Linked DNA regions of Zea mays: region 1 is linked to region 2. The links are chromatin contacts, called in public Hi-C maps. All regions are on one chromosome and are shown on one strand. The core of a region is the stretch at or near the end of the contact, and the rest is flanking DNA. Distances in the headings are between cores, read along the strand shown.

Region 1 (6,676 bases), core at 2,550-5,049, 75 kb after region 2:
ATTGGACTAGAATCAAGAATGTTCTTCGATATATCCATGGCATGATAGATCTTGGTCTATTCTATGGAAGAAATCAGGATCCTAGCATCATAGGGTACACAGATGTTGGTTATCTATAAGACCCTCACAATGGAAGGTCACACACTGGATTTGTATTTCTGAATGATGGAACAACTATTTTTTGGAAGTCCTCTAAGCAAACTCTAGTAACTATATCCACTAATTATTTAGAGATTATTGCCTTGTATGAAGCCTCACGTGAATGTGTCTGGCTTTGGAGGGTGATTAATCACATTCAATCATCATGTGGGATTCATTCCACTGAATTACCCACCATTATCTATGAAGATAATGCAGCTTGTGTTGCTCAGATGCAACAAGGTTATATCAAGAGAAATGTTACCAAACATATCTCCCCCAAGTTATTCTATCCTCATCAACTTCAACGAAGTGGTGAGATTAGGGTCATGCAAACGAAGTCATGTGACAATCTCGCAGACTTATTCACTAAGTCGCTACCTTATTCCACATTTTAGACATGTGTTAAGGGTATTGGTATGTGTCGACTTAGAGATTTGCTTGCATCAGAGGGAGTATCTCTTTGACCGAACCTAATACTAACATCACATTCTACTCTTTTCCTATTTTAGTTTTACTATACAAGTTGTCTCTAATGTATGATAGGATCAAGTCTCACACAAATGATGACTCATGCTACAGAAATCAATGTCACATCTTTATTACATATAGGAATTCGGTACAAAATAGCTAAATAAATACATCATATGACGATAACGATCCTCCGCAACCATAGTTGACTAGGAGACGACGGCCTACACCTCTATAGCATCCTTCATACTCCTCATCTTGCTGTAACTATTCTTAACCTTATGTGATTATAGCAAGGGTGAGTTCACATATGATCATCGCTCAGCAAGTGTGGGAATAGTGTGATTGAGTTCACTTATGGTGGGGGCTCAAGTGTAAGGCATACCAAGGAAAATGATTAAGGCTGAGCATTGCTTTTAGTGTTGGTCAAAATTTATTTAGCAACTACTATACAAACCCAATCAAATAATTGATCATAATAAAGAATAACAATTCCCACAATGCAAAAGCATGACAGGTTAAGTTTTAATTCCATTATAAACTCATGTGAGGTTCTGAGCCGCTCTTGATCGTGAGCACGACTGATATACCAGTTTTACACTCTATAGAGGTTGCGTTTCTTTACCCACAAGTCGTGTTGTATTTTCGCCCGGGGTTGTACAGACCCTTAAACACTTTCAAGGTGACTTCGCGAGGGAACACTATGAGGGCTTTACAATGTTCCACTAGCTTGAGAAAACCTGCTACAGTTTCTTGAGAATGGGGCGATATAGGAATTCCTCACCTGAAAAGCCATCGTAGCATGATCGACCCGAGAATCTCCCTATACCGTCAGCTCCTCATACCGCCCTTGCCACTTTCGGCTAAGATAGTCCCTCACTAGTTTTCCTAATTATTCAACCAAGGGCGTCCCTTTCCACCCTTGTGGTAGCACTGCTTTCCCGGGTGGTCGCTTCATATTCCAATTAAACAAAGTTACCTTATCATGCATGAGAGTAAACCAACAATAATAAATCATATTGGAACATGATCATAAATCATATATATAGCATTAATCTCAAAACTAGATAGATCAATAGCAAGACTACCCAATAATTCATTTGTTTGCAAGGTGTAGGGTAAACAAAACTAGGTAACCTATTAGGTCCCATCAGCTTTACCTAACAGTGCCACAATGATTAAGAATCACAAATATTATTAGGTCAAAGAAAGTGATCAAGGATACAGGTGCCTCGCAACCTCGCTTTGCGATCGCAACAAATATATATAGATAGACAAGGAATAGGTAAAAATAACATTACATCAAACATGAAAACAAACAGTGTAATAATATTCTACACGTCATTACGAACCTTTAGGTTCGAGAACCACTAAAATAGGTGTTAAAACGTGAGAGATATGGTTTTCTAAGTTATATGAATTATTTTTACTCTAAAAGTCATTTTGGGTTCATTTTATATTAATTATGGAACCTCTAGACGATGGGCAGCAATTTCTTAAAACTTAGGCTGAGAAACATAAATATCAGGACCTATCTGTGATGATTTCTATGTGAAGATGGATGACAGGTTGTTTTCCTTAAAACACAGGGACTTGTATGCAAATTCACACAGTCGAAGAGGTATGGACATGTTCTGGTCGTATGATCTACATCTAGCAGCCTAGATTAGATTGCTCTCCTCCCTGAACCGGTACGCTTTAGATGCCGCCGGATCTCAAATCCATGGCCCACTCTCTTCCACGCTTCAATTGACTCACAGCGCTCCGATTTCGGATCGATGGCTTAGATTTTATGATGCGAAAGGGTATTTCAGGTTCTAATCATCTCCCTTCATATGTGATCCAACAGCCCAAAGTCATTCACCCACCTCCCTCACCTGAGTACAGTGGCTCCCATGCCTATGGCGGCGCAGTCACCGGCGGACGCGCGAACTGTGGCTCCCGTGGCCTAAACCAAGCACGTCTAGCGACAAAATAATGCCAAGGACTTAGCGAACTTGGGATACCTTACTGACAGCAATGACCGGAGTAGAGCTGTCCTCGACACTAGGCAACGTGGCCACGCGCATGGAACACCGGCGAGAAATTGCTGGAGCACCGGCCACGAAACTTCCCCTGTGTGGCCACGTTCATCATCCTGGCGACATCTCGAAGTGCCCAGGCCGAGCTCGTACCCTGATCGGCAACAAAGGCGTGGGCCCTCGACACACGGTGGCTCCGTGGCGGAGGGTAGCCCCACTTATCGCCAAACCCCAGCCTCTTATGTTCAGGTGATCCACATAGGATTTCTATGATCTTCGGCGATGCTCTCTGGCTAGTCTCCGGGGCTCGTCGTTGATGCACACGTGAATTGCATATGGCGGCGGGCTCTCCCTCCTTCCTTGGCTCCGCTCGGTCTCGCGTTGTGGCTCTCGGCTTCTATAGTGATGGCTCAAGGGTGTGCGGAACTCGGGTTTTATAGCCTACGTGGAGTCCGTATGGGTTCAAGAAGATCGGGGAGTTCGTTGGTGCACACTACGGCAACAACTTCGGTTGTTTTGTGATAGCGAACGCGGAAGGGAGAGCCGGCAGGAGGGACCCACACGTCATTGGCTGCAGCGTTTGTGTGACTTACAGGCAGGGGTCGCCCGTCAACGCCTACTATAATACCCAAAATTGTAAATTATAAGAAGAGATAATGTCCTTATGTGTATTGACTGTACCTACTATCACATGTGAATAAACACCATCAAAAAGGGGTTAAATAAACAAAGACACCTAAATAAATCATGCATCATGCTGAGTTTTACTTGATTGTGCATTTGTGGAAAATAAAATAAATGTGTCATTAACAATATATTAATGGACCCATGGAATTTAACCTCTAAATTACAAAACCATGAAAATAGAGGAGAGAAAGAAATTATATTCAATACAAAATAATATTATAATTAAATAACTTCACCACATGATGGTATGACCAAATTGCATAGTTAATATGAATTTAAATTTGCACTTAAGTTGAATTCAAAATTTAGATTAAAAAGAATTAAGAATAAAAGAAAACAGAAAATAAAATCAAAAGAAAGGGGGGAGATGTACCCTGCGCTTGGGCCAAATGTGTTGGGCGGCCCATTCACCCGCTCTCGCACTGCGTGGCCCGTCTAGGCAACCGACGCTGACCGGTGGGCCATGGCGGCCAGCTCCTTACCCTGCGCGCGCAACGGACGTCGCTGACGCGTGGACCCAAGCTCCACGTGATGCAACCACGCGAGCCCTTGCCGCAGACACCGACTCGTGGGGCCCGGCCGTCAGTTTAATTATAGAAATGAATTTTTAATACAAAAACAATTCCTAGAACTTGTTTAATTCATAGAAAATTCATACTTAGTAATCCATTTCGGTCTCTATAATTTTGTAATAATGTTTTTTATCACATAGTGTCTCTACTTTGACACGAAAACCATATTAAAATGTATCTCTTAATTAATCTTGTACAAATACATAAAACCTTCAGAAATTCATAACTCAAAATCTATAACTTCAAAATTAATGATTCATGTTCCTATGTTCTCATTTTAATATGTAGATTATTCATATGTATTTTGTTTACATGTTTGGTGTGATGTTAATTTCTCCTTTATACTATGCTTGTTTGTATTGTGGCGAGTAGAAGAGCCAGTGGCGAGGATTCCGGTGTTCAGCAGATAGAAGTTGCTGAGCAGGAGCTCATTGAAGGCAAGTTGTGCACTTGACCACTTTTTACCCAATAATGTTCTTTATTATCACTTATCAATGCATAGGTTTAATTCTGATGGGACCCAATAGGTCACCCTAGACTGGTTATCATTTTACCTTGTTATCCCTAAATCATTTGGGTAGTTATGCTATTGCTTTACATGGTTTTGGGTTAATATTTGATTATATCCATGTTCCAATTATTCTGTTATGTTATTTATGTTTATGTCAAGATCATTAATTTTAATTAGAACATGAAGCTTAACTTGAGAAACACGTGTCACCACAAGGATGGAATGGGACGTCCTTAGCTGACTAATTAGGAAAGCTAGTGGAAGACTAACTTACCCGAAAGGGGCAAGGGCAGTAGGGGAGTAGGCATGTAGGGAGGTTCTCGGGTTGATTTTACTGCAATGGCGGTCAGACGAGTGATTCCTACAATTGCTATTCCCAGAAACTGTAGCGGGTTTTCGAAAGCTAATGGAACTTTATAAAGGCCTCGTAGTTTTACCCTGCCTCGTTTCCTTGGTAGAGGTGTATGGGGCCCGTACAACCCCGTGGAAGATGGGTAACATGACTTGTGGGTACAGGTTACAACCTCTGCAGAGTGTAAAATTGGTATACTAGCCGAGCTCACGGTCAGGAGCAGGCCAGGACTCTCGCATGATTAAACTATGAAAATAAATTCAATTTGTCATTTGCATTGCATGGGATTATTTATTAATTTTGTTCTATTATTCTTATTATGGTTTGGTATCTACTTACATTTAGTAACTGCTAATAAATACCAACTTATTAAAAGCAATGCTCAGATTTAACCTTTATTGTTGATCATCCTTACACATCACATGAGCGATGATGAACATATGTGAGCTCATGCACATTATTCTCCACAGCTTGTTGCGCGATGAACATATGTGAGCTCACAATTTCTGTCTCACACCCCTCCACAGTAGAAGAACAGGTGGTTCAAGAGGAGCTACACAATGAGGAGTTTGACTTGATCTAGGTGGTGTCTTCCAGTCGACTTTATGACGTCAAAGATGAACTTTAGTTCGTTTTATATTTATCTTTTATTTTGTAAGACTTTCACTATGTAATAAGTACTCTAATGATATTATAACATTTATCTCTATACACTCTGTTATTATATATGTTGTCTTGATACACCTGTCTTTATCCTTGAATACGGCTGCGACACCTACACGCGAGGCAGATACACGATTCAACGTGCAGGTGTGATGGTGACTGCTCACGCGACCCCACCTGTCGGCACGCGCGTGAGGGCAGGTTAGGCTGGCTGTACAGGTGAGAATCTCGGCCAATAATGAGGTTTCGGCCCAAATAGGGGTATGTTCCTTTCTTTTATCTTTTTTTCTATTTCTATTTTCAGTTTATGTTTCTATTTCACTTCAAATTCAAATATGAGTTCGTATTTCAAAATTTAAACTAGATGTACAATCAAAAGTTCCAGCATGATGCAAAGTATAATTTTACAAGAATTATTTATTGCCTTATTCTTTTAAGCAAATGCCCATAATTATGAAGAATAAGAAAATGATTCACACCAATAATTAAAGATCACTTCATACAATTTAATTAAGACAATTTTATCTACGCAAAACGAAATATAATATTTATTATTTATCTATGTAAAGATATACCTATAAAACCTTTATTTAGTTTAGATCTTTAGAGAGTATTTCTAACTATAAAAGATAATCTTTATAGGAGCATCTTGTTTTCTAATTTTATTATAAAAGCATGCTTATTTAGAACTTAGTTGAATTCTTCCTAATCCTAAAGATAGGATTTTGAGGTGTTACAATGGTCATTTAGTGCTTTTTTCTCAACCAGACTTAAATGCCAGAATATCTTAGAAATTGGTACGTACAGAGAGTTCCATTGATAAGCAGCTGAAAAAGGAGGCCAAACACGAGACCGCCAGATCGAGCTCTGCAAGCGTGGCTGTGAATGACACGAGTCACACGACTTACAAATTACAAGAGGTATTTTTGGATTTCCTTTTCAATTATTGGCACGAGAAAGGTGGATTCGTGGGGTTTTTATATCGTCAAAAAGGTAAAATTGGAATGAGATTTCCATATAAATCGACACCGAAAGATGCAGACCAAAAAGTTTCCGGACGATCTTTACGTTATTCCAGTGAAACCAAAAACTGCTAACCTTGTTAGAGCATCTCCAACAACGTGACCTATAAAAATGCCTTATAATTTAAAAATAAGTAAATTTTATACAATTTAGGGCACCAACAAAACACCCCTCTCCAACAGTAAAGCCCCAAATCTATATTATAGGGCAGCCCACTACGGTGTAGTATATTTGAGGC
Region 2 (6,869 bases), core at 4,124-6,623:
CCGATTCTTTTGGTTTAGTGAAGGCGGCCTCTTTAGGACCAAAGTCGAACTGAGCAACGACAAGTTCATCGTCGCCGACAATAGTACAATCGGAAAAAAATGTAATAACATTTACGTCCATACCTAGGTGCTCTGGAGAAGCTTCGTAGTCGACCAGGTCTTCTCCCAGTAGGTCCTCCTCCTCCATGGGCGTCAGCACGTCGTTGGAGGTGTCCTAGTGTAGTGCGGACGGTCCATGTTATCTGCGGATGGTCCGACCTTTATAGCCGGACTGTCTGCCGTACCTGCAGAGAGCTATGAAGTTGCTGTCTCATTTTCTGTCTTCGTGGCTGTTTGATTTATCTCAACGGCCTTTGGCCTCCACCTCTTTTGCGGTGGTGGGTACTGCGGATGTGTGTCATTAAATATTTTTTCTACTTCTTTTTCCTTGCTCTCCTTTGCTCTTAAGCGTTGCAATTTTTGCTTTTGAGACTGTGTCAGTCCCGATGGGCACCATCGATGCATGAAGTATTTTGGATCAGCTATTTTGATGGCAGTTGTATCTTGTTTTTGTTTGTGTTGGCCGATTCACCAAAAATCATCGGCCCTTCATTATTTTCCTGTACGACGACATCTGTTGTACCTATTTTGATGATGTCCTTTTTTGTCGTTCTCTCGGTTGCTGTAGGTATATGCCCCCTGTCGGATTGGTCGGCCTTTGCGGCCGAGTGGTCCGGCAATCTTGCTGGGCTTGTGCCTGGTGACCGAATTGAGTGGCGCTCAATCAGTCTTGTACTGGAGGTGCCAACCTGTTGAATAAAGATGTTTGGGGTGCCCCCCAAGCGGGGTATTGTGGCATCCTAAATGGATATGGTGGCATGCTCCACATTTGACTCGGGGCATGTGGCGGTGGTATGTATGTATATTGATATGACATAGGTAGATATGGGAGTGGAGGTGTCCACACAGGCACGTTAGGTCTTAACTAGACAATATGATCTTCCGTCTTTTCCGATTGGTGAGGTGGACCAATCGGTCTTATCTGTTGTCGCTCCTGAATGGGTGAGCGAGGTCGCTTTGTTGGCCAGTTACTTGGGCTGGCCTTCTTTTTTTTACATATTTAGACAATAATTGATCAAAGGTTAAGCCAGATCTGACCAGTCGACCAGCTGCCTTGAACGTGTTAGTTTTCCACGTACCTATCTCCGGTCATCGTGGTTTGAAGGTGCGTGGTCGTCGTGGTTCATAGGCGTTGCCCGATTGCCGCTGGAATGATCCGGACTATCTAGCGGTGTTCCAGACCGTCCGTGTCTGTGTGTCGAACCGTCCGCGATGCGCAGAACAGGTGCTGGCGCCTCGTTTCCTGCCTGCGCCTGCAACCCAACGTTGGAGGTAGTGATGGTAATTTTCAGGGTCTCCCCCCCATCAGGAGTCTTTTCGGCCACTACTTTCCTGCAAGAAATTTTATTATTTTCATCGGCCTTCCGTGCGTCGCCGATGATGACTTCGTTGCCTTTGCCCTTATTGGCCATGCCGGGCCGAATCAGGACTTTTTTGCCCTCGAAGTCAATCACATTCATTGGTAAGGGCTTCGTATCTACCTGCATTTCCTGAAATTTCAATCGTCCCTCGTTAATGGCCGATTGGATTTGTCGTCGAAATACATTACAATCATTAGTGGTATGAGAAAATGAGTTGTGTCACTTGCAGTATGCACGGCGTTTCAGTTCGTCGGTGGGTGGAACAGTATGATTTATCTTAATGTTGTCATTTTTTAGCAATTCGTCAAATATTTTATCACACTTACCAACATTAAATGTAAATTTAACCTCCTCTTGCCGTTTTTTGAACCGACTGTAAGGAAGAACAAGCCAAAGATTTGGCCTGCTTTGGCCAAACCATTTCAGCCGTGTATACTTCTTTTGATTCGCCGTCCGAGCTACTTTGGTCACACTCTATTATATGGACGTTGTGATGAATCGTTTTAGCAGTTTCTTTGCTTCGGCTTTCACAAGCCAATGCTCTCTGATGTAATTGTGCTAGCGTAAAAAACTGGATGCCTTCTAATCTTTCCTTTAAATAATATCACAGTCCATTAAAGAATAATCCCGCTAGTTTTTTTTTCTGCTAAATGAATTTGAAAGCATCGATTTCTCGTATCCCAAAATCTCCGGATGTACTCATTAACCGATTCGTCTTTTCCTTGTCGCAGTGCCACTAGGTCTACTAAATCTAACTCATAGTCACCGGAGAAAAAGTGATCATGGAATTTTTGTTCTAAATCCCCCCATGACAAAATAGAATTAGGAGATAATGTGGTGTACCATGCGAATGCGGTTCCTGTTAAAGATAATGAAAATAAACGCACCTGAATGCCTCTGTGTCGGCCAATTCTCCTAATTGTGCTAAAAATTGGCCTAAGTGTTCACATGTGCTCTTTCCTTGGTCACCCGAAAATTTTGCGAATTCGGGTATCTTGGTTCCCTATTGGTATGGGTGTTGGTCAAATCGGCTCATAAGGCCTCTGATATGGCTGTCCCCAGGGTCCATGCTTACTCCGAGCTTATTTCGGAATGCCCCGGCTATTTCTTCCCTTACTATATCAATAGCAGCCGATGGGAGACCATCGGCTCTTTGTCCTATCGTAGGTGAGGTTGTTTGGACATTAGTTTGTTGTCTCCCCCCATTGGATTGAGTTTTGTGGTGCATTACTATTTGCCCTATATGGTTAATAGGATTGACCATTCCTTTCCGGCCTTCTAGGCTGAGCCGGAAAGTACTCGCCCCCATGGGTTTGGGATTCTGTATTAATGGCTTGGTGCATCGTATAGTGCGATGGGAAGTGTTGCTGGGATGGGCGAGGATTTAGGTAATAATCATCCTCAAACAACCCTGTGCCGGATCGTCCGGTCGGATACGCGGAACGTCCGGTCGGATATGCGGACCATCCGTGATCATATGCGAACGGTTTGTCTGGGTGGTTCAGGGCTTGTGTAGCATGTGGCGGCTCGAACGCATATCTTAGTAACTCATTAAAAATGGGACCGACCATTGCTGGCTCGGACGGTCTGCGCTCACGTGCGGATGGTCCGGACATGTGCAGATCGGCTAATTTACTGTCGATGTGCGTAGGAGGCCGTGGTTGCTCAGGTATGTGTCCATCGACATCCCATAAAGGGGTTGTGACTGGTCGTGACAACCTGTAGCCGATGAATTACGTGTGTTTTCCCCCAATTCAACCTCGTGCGAAGGAAAATTTGCAACAGTGGATTTATCAAACGCACGTACTAGCCTTTTATAATCCTTTTGTATACCCTATGATATGTTGCATTTGCTCTCGCTGTTCATCTATGTAAGCTTTAAGAGATTAGAGCTTGTTGGTGTTACTTACATTGGGGTATTCGTTGTGTGTCGGAGCGAAGCCAGATCAGTCGCCCATTGCCGAACGATCTTGTTGTTTCTGTCCACCTTGAAGTTGACGAGGAACTTCACCTTTGCTTCTTGGATCAGCTGCTCCTTTTGCTCCTCGAACTAGAGCTGTTCGTCAGTCGACAAGGTTTCCCAGGTCGGCTCTATGATATTGCTGGAGGAAACTGCAGAGCTATCCTTTGAACCGGCCATTGAGGGCCGACCTTGATAGGTCTATATGAAATGTCCCTAGCGGAGTCGCCAAAAAGCGTGTTGGCGCCGATCCAGACGCCAATCACTGCGTTGAGAACCGGCGGCCAGGGGACGGACGGTCCGCTACCAGGGGTCGGACAGTCTACGACCTGGAGCAGGGCTAGGGTTCCCTGCCTGACGGGCCAGACGGTCCGAGCCTATAGGCGGACGGTCCTTGCGTGCGCAGGGGCGGCGGAGTTCGCCGACGGTGCCTGAATCTCGCTCCCGGGAGAGACCCCATCGGGGAGGAGAGATTCTAGGTGTTGTCCAGGGTCAGCAGGCCAACCTAGACACCTCTAATCGACGTAGAGCCGAAGAGAAACGAAAAATTTGGGGATTGAGAGGCTAAACTAGAACTACTCCTAATGCCTAAGGTAAAAAACGAGCGATAAATTGATTATTGATTCGATTGATGATGATTAATCATCTGTTTTCCTATGTATTTATAGTGGAGGGGGGCTGAACCCGTTACAAATAAATTTCCCGAATTAATTCCGCGAATCTAGCCAACAACTATAGCAAGAAACTCGGAGCCTTAACGACTTTACGTGCGTGGACCGTCCGCCAACAGAATCATCTATTGGTATCATATGCAGGTCGAGCGACAGAATAATTTTAGATCTAATAAAATTGTCTCGCTTGCACATCACATCGCTTGGTGTGTGTGCGCTGCTAGCAAACCGCTTGATCCTTAGTCTCTTTCACGTGATAGCAGGATTTAGAGGTGTAGGTATAGACTCTCAGACCATGATTTTTATTATAGTAAGGTGATCGTGTGTAACACCCTTAATTTAGGTTATAAAATTTCTTCTCTAATGTCTACTAAATTTAGGTGTTACCTTTTGTTTCTCTCTCTAGTTTTTCTTCTCTTCTTTTTTGTTAAAACTATGTCTATTAGGTGGGAGATTAATTATTTCTTTACTATATCAAAACCTATGAGTGTAAAAAATGTTGCATCATGCTGAGCCTAAATTATTCTTTTGTTTGATGCACATGTTTGAATTGTTTGAATTTGAATTTGGAGCATGTTTGAATTTTAATTCAAAATAGAAAATAAAAGAAAAAGGGATTAGACAATTCGGAATAAAAGAAAAACACAAAGGAGCCTAGCTGCCCCTGTAACACCATAAAATCTTGATTTTAAAGATTTGTAAGAATTATCCCAAGGTGTTGATAACCATGTTTTCTAATAGTAGGTTAGAAGCCAAATTCCTATAAAAGAGTTATCTTTGTTTCCTCTAAATATTTAACTTAAAATATAGATTATATCAATGTGCCTTTATGGGAATTGATAAGGCATTAGATTTGGTTAAAATTTTGGAATGAGGACACTATTAATTTGACCAAACATTAGGTTTGAATTTTGACAATGAAATATAAACTCTAAAAAAGAAAGGTTAAGATTGAGATTTATTTTTTATGTGCAAGCAAGACTAAAATCAAGTCAATAGAACTATAAAATAATACTATGCATACATATTGGATTTTTTGTATTGACTTGAAGTTTGTGAAGTTTAGATTTGAATATAATTTGAAATAGGAAAACAAATTCGAAATAGAAAACATAAATAGAAAACAAGAAAAGAAAATGGGAAATCTGTGTGGGTCGATTTCCCCAATCTGGCCCAACTCACTCTCATTCGCACAGCCCAACCTCTCCACCCAGCACTGATAGGTGGGCAGGGGCGTCAGCCGCTCTCCCGCGCCTGCATATTCCCTCTCTCACTGACATAGTGGCCCCCACATGCCTAACTTTAAACCACCCGCACGGTTCGTTAGATCACTGCCCGTGGACCCATCTGGTCAGGACCTTCTCCCTGAGCTCGTGGCAACAGATTTCCCCAACCACGTCGGGTGTCTTGGGCCCAATCTGGCCATCATCCCACCATCCATGCCTCACCCAGGGTATAAAGGATGAGCCCCGCTACCCCCTTTCTCATCCCATTGAGCCAAGCACACCGTACCCCGAGCCCCATTGCCGGCGCAGAGACCTATGGTGACCGCCGCAAGCCATCCTCACCTCACCGTCGAATCGACCTTGATTTCGGGCCATAGGTCAAAGCCAGAGGACTATGGAAGCTCGTGCACCGATTGGACAAACCCGAAGTCATTTTGTGCGTAGGGAATTGCTCGTCGGAGCTCCTTCTCCGCCGCCACGCCACTGCTCATCGAGGACATTGCCACTGACACCCAAATCCTTGGTAAGAAACTGACTCCGTCACTAGGGGTGGATATCGAGCCAGCTCGGCTCGACCGAGCTCGAGCTGGCTCGTTAAGGGAACGAGCTAGCTCAGCTCGACTCGTTAAGCAACTGAGCTAGAGAACCAGCTTGACTCGGCTCGTTTGCGAGCTCGAGCTGGCTCGTTTAGCTTGCGAGCCACAACAAAAAATAGTATACATGTATATATACAACAATATAATCAATTGCTAGTTAATTTCATACTAATTTAACACTAGAAAAGACTAACAATACTCATAATTTTATATATCACATCATTTAAACCCTAAACTAACATAGTTCATCACTTATTAATTCATCCAATACAAGTAGAGGCTTTGTTTTATAGATAAATGCTAGCTCATTCGAGCTAACGAGCTGGCTCGAGCTCGTGTCGAGCTGGCTCGTTAACGAACTTGGTTGAGAAGTCAGCTCAGCTTGTGATAAAATTGAAACGAGCCGAGTCGAGCCGAGCTGGCAACGAGTCGAGCGAGCTCACGAGCCACGAGTATTTTGTGCAGCCCTATCCGTCGCTTGCCGTTATCCGCTATACATGTAGAATCCCTAGATATTCGATATACGGGCCCTGGGCGGCCGGTACATTGCTCGCCGGCGAGAGCGCCACCGTGGTGGTGCTCGGCGCCGCTGTGTTTGGGTTCGGGAGGGAGTGTCGTGGACCTTTGATCGGTGAACCCACGGTGTGGATTTGATCGGATTCAAAGAGGATTTTGGGCCATCGATCATAGTGTGGATGGTTGTGATTGGAACCTAGGTACCGCTTCGCTTTGGTTGATCGTGGGCCATCTGATTTGGATCGGGCGCTTGAAAATCGATCTAGGCATTATAAAATCCAAAGCGTCAATTATCAATCCTGCGGTTGAGACTTCATGGAGATTCAATCTAATCTGTGCCTTGGGATGGTGATCCAATGGATCTCATTGGTTCATACCCCTTCGTCGAGCCAGTTTTACAAATAGGATCCCCTGGTTTCTATTGATTCACACGCAGTCCA

Evidence for each region. A called contact is a pair of places that touch in the nucleus more often than the background predicts.
Region 1: a contact with region 2 is called in a Hi-C map of leaf, with 2.7 times the contacts expected there. The contact joins two enhancer-like sites. A contact is called at or near these places in 4 of 25 Hi-C or Micro-C datasets (ear, leaf and leaf mesophyll) and 1 of 3 datasets of contacts at active chromatin or transcription factors (seedling).

Annotation. Positions count from the first base shown.
Region 1 is chr4:202,476,407-202,483,082 of Zm-B73-REFERENCE-NAM-5.0, forward strand. No RefSeq gene overlaps it. Among protein-coding and RNA genes, the nearest start is that of LOC100281424, 9.2 kb to the right of the region's middle. Within about 2 kb of position 3,800, at least 16 of the 20 cell types and tissues checked have an H3K27ac peak or open chromatin away from gene starts, as enhancers often do. A contact at or near this core is called in ear, leaf, leaf mesophyll and 1 more, where this site is marked.
Region 2 is chr4:202,400,083-202,406,951 of Zm-B73-REFERENCE-NAM-5.0, forward strand. No RefSeq gene overlaps it. Among protein-coding and RNA genes, the nearest start is that of LOC100274830, 9.0 kb to the left of the region's middle. Within about 2 kb of position 5,374, at least 16 of the 20 cell types and tissues checked have an H3K27ac peak or open chromatin away from gene starts, as enhancers often do. A contact at or near this core is called in ear, leaf, leaf mesophyll and 1 more, where this site is marked.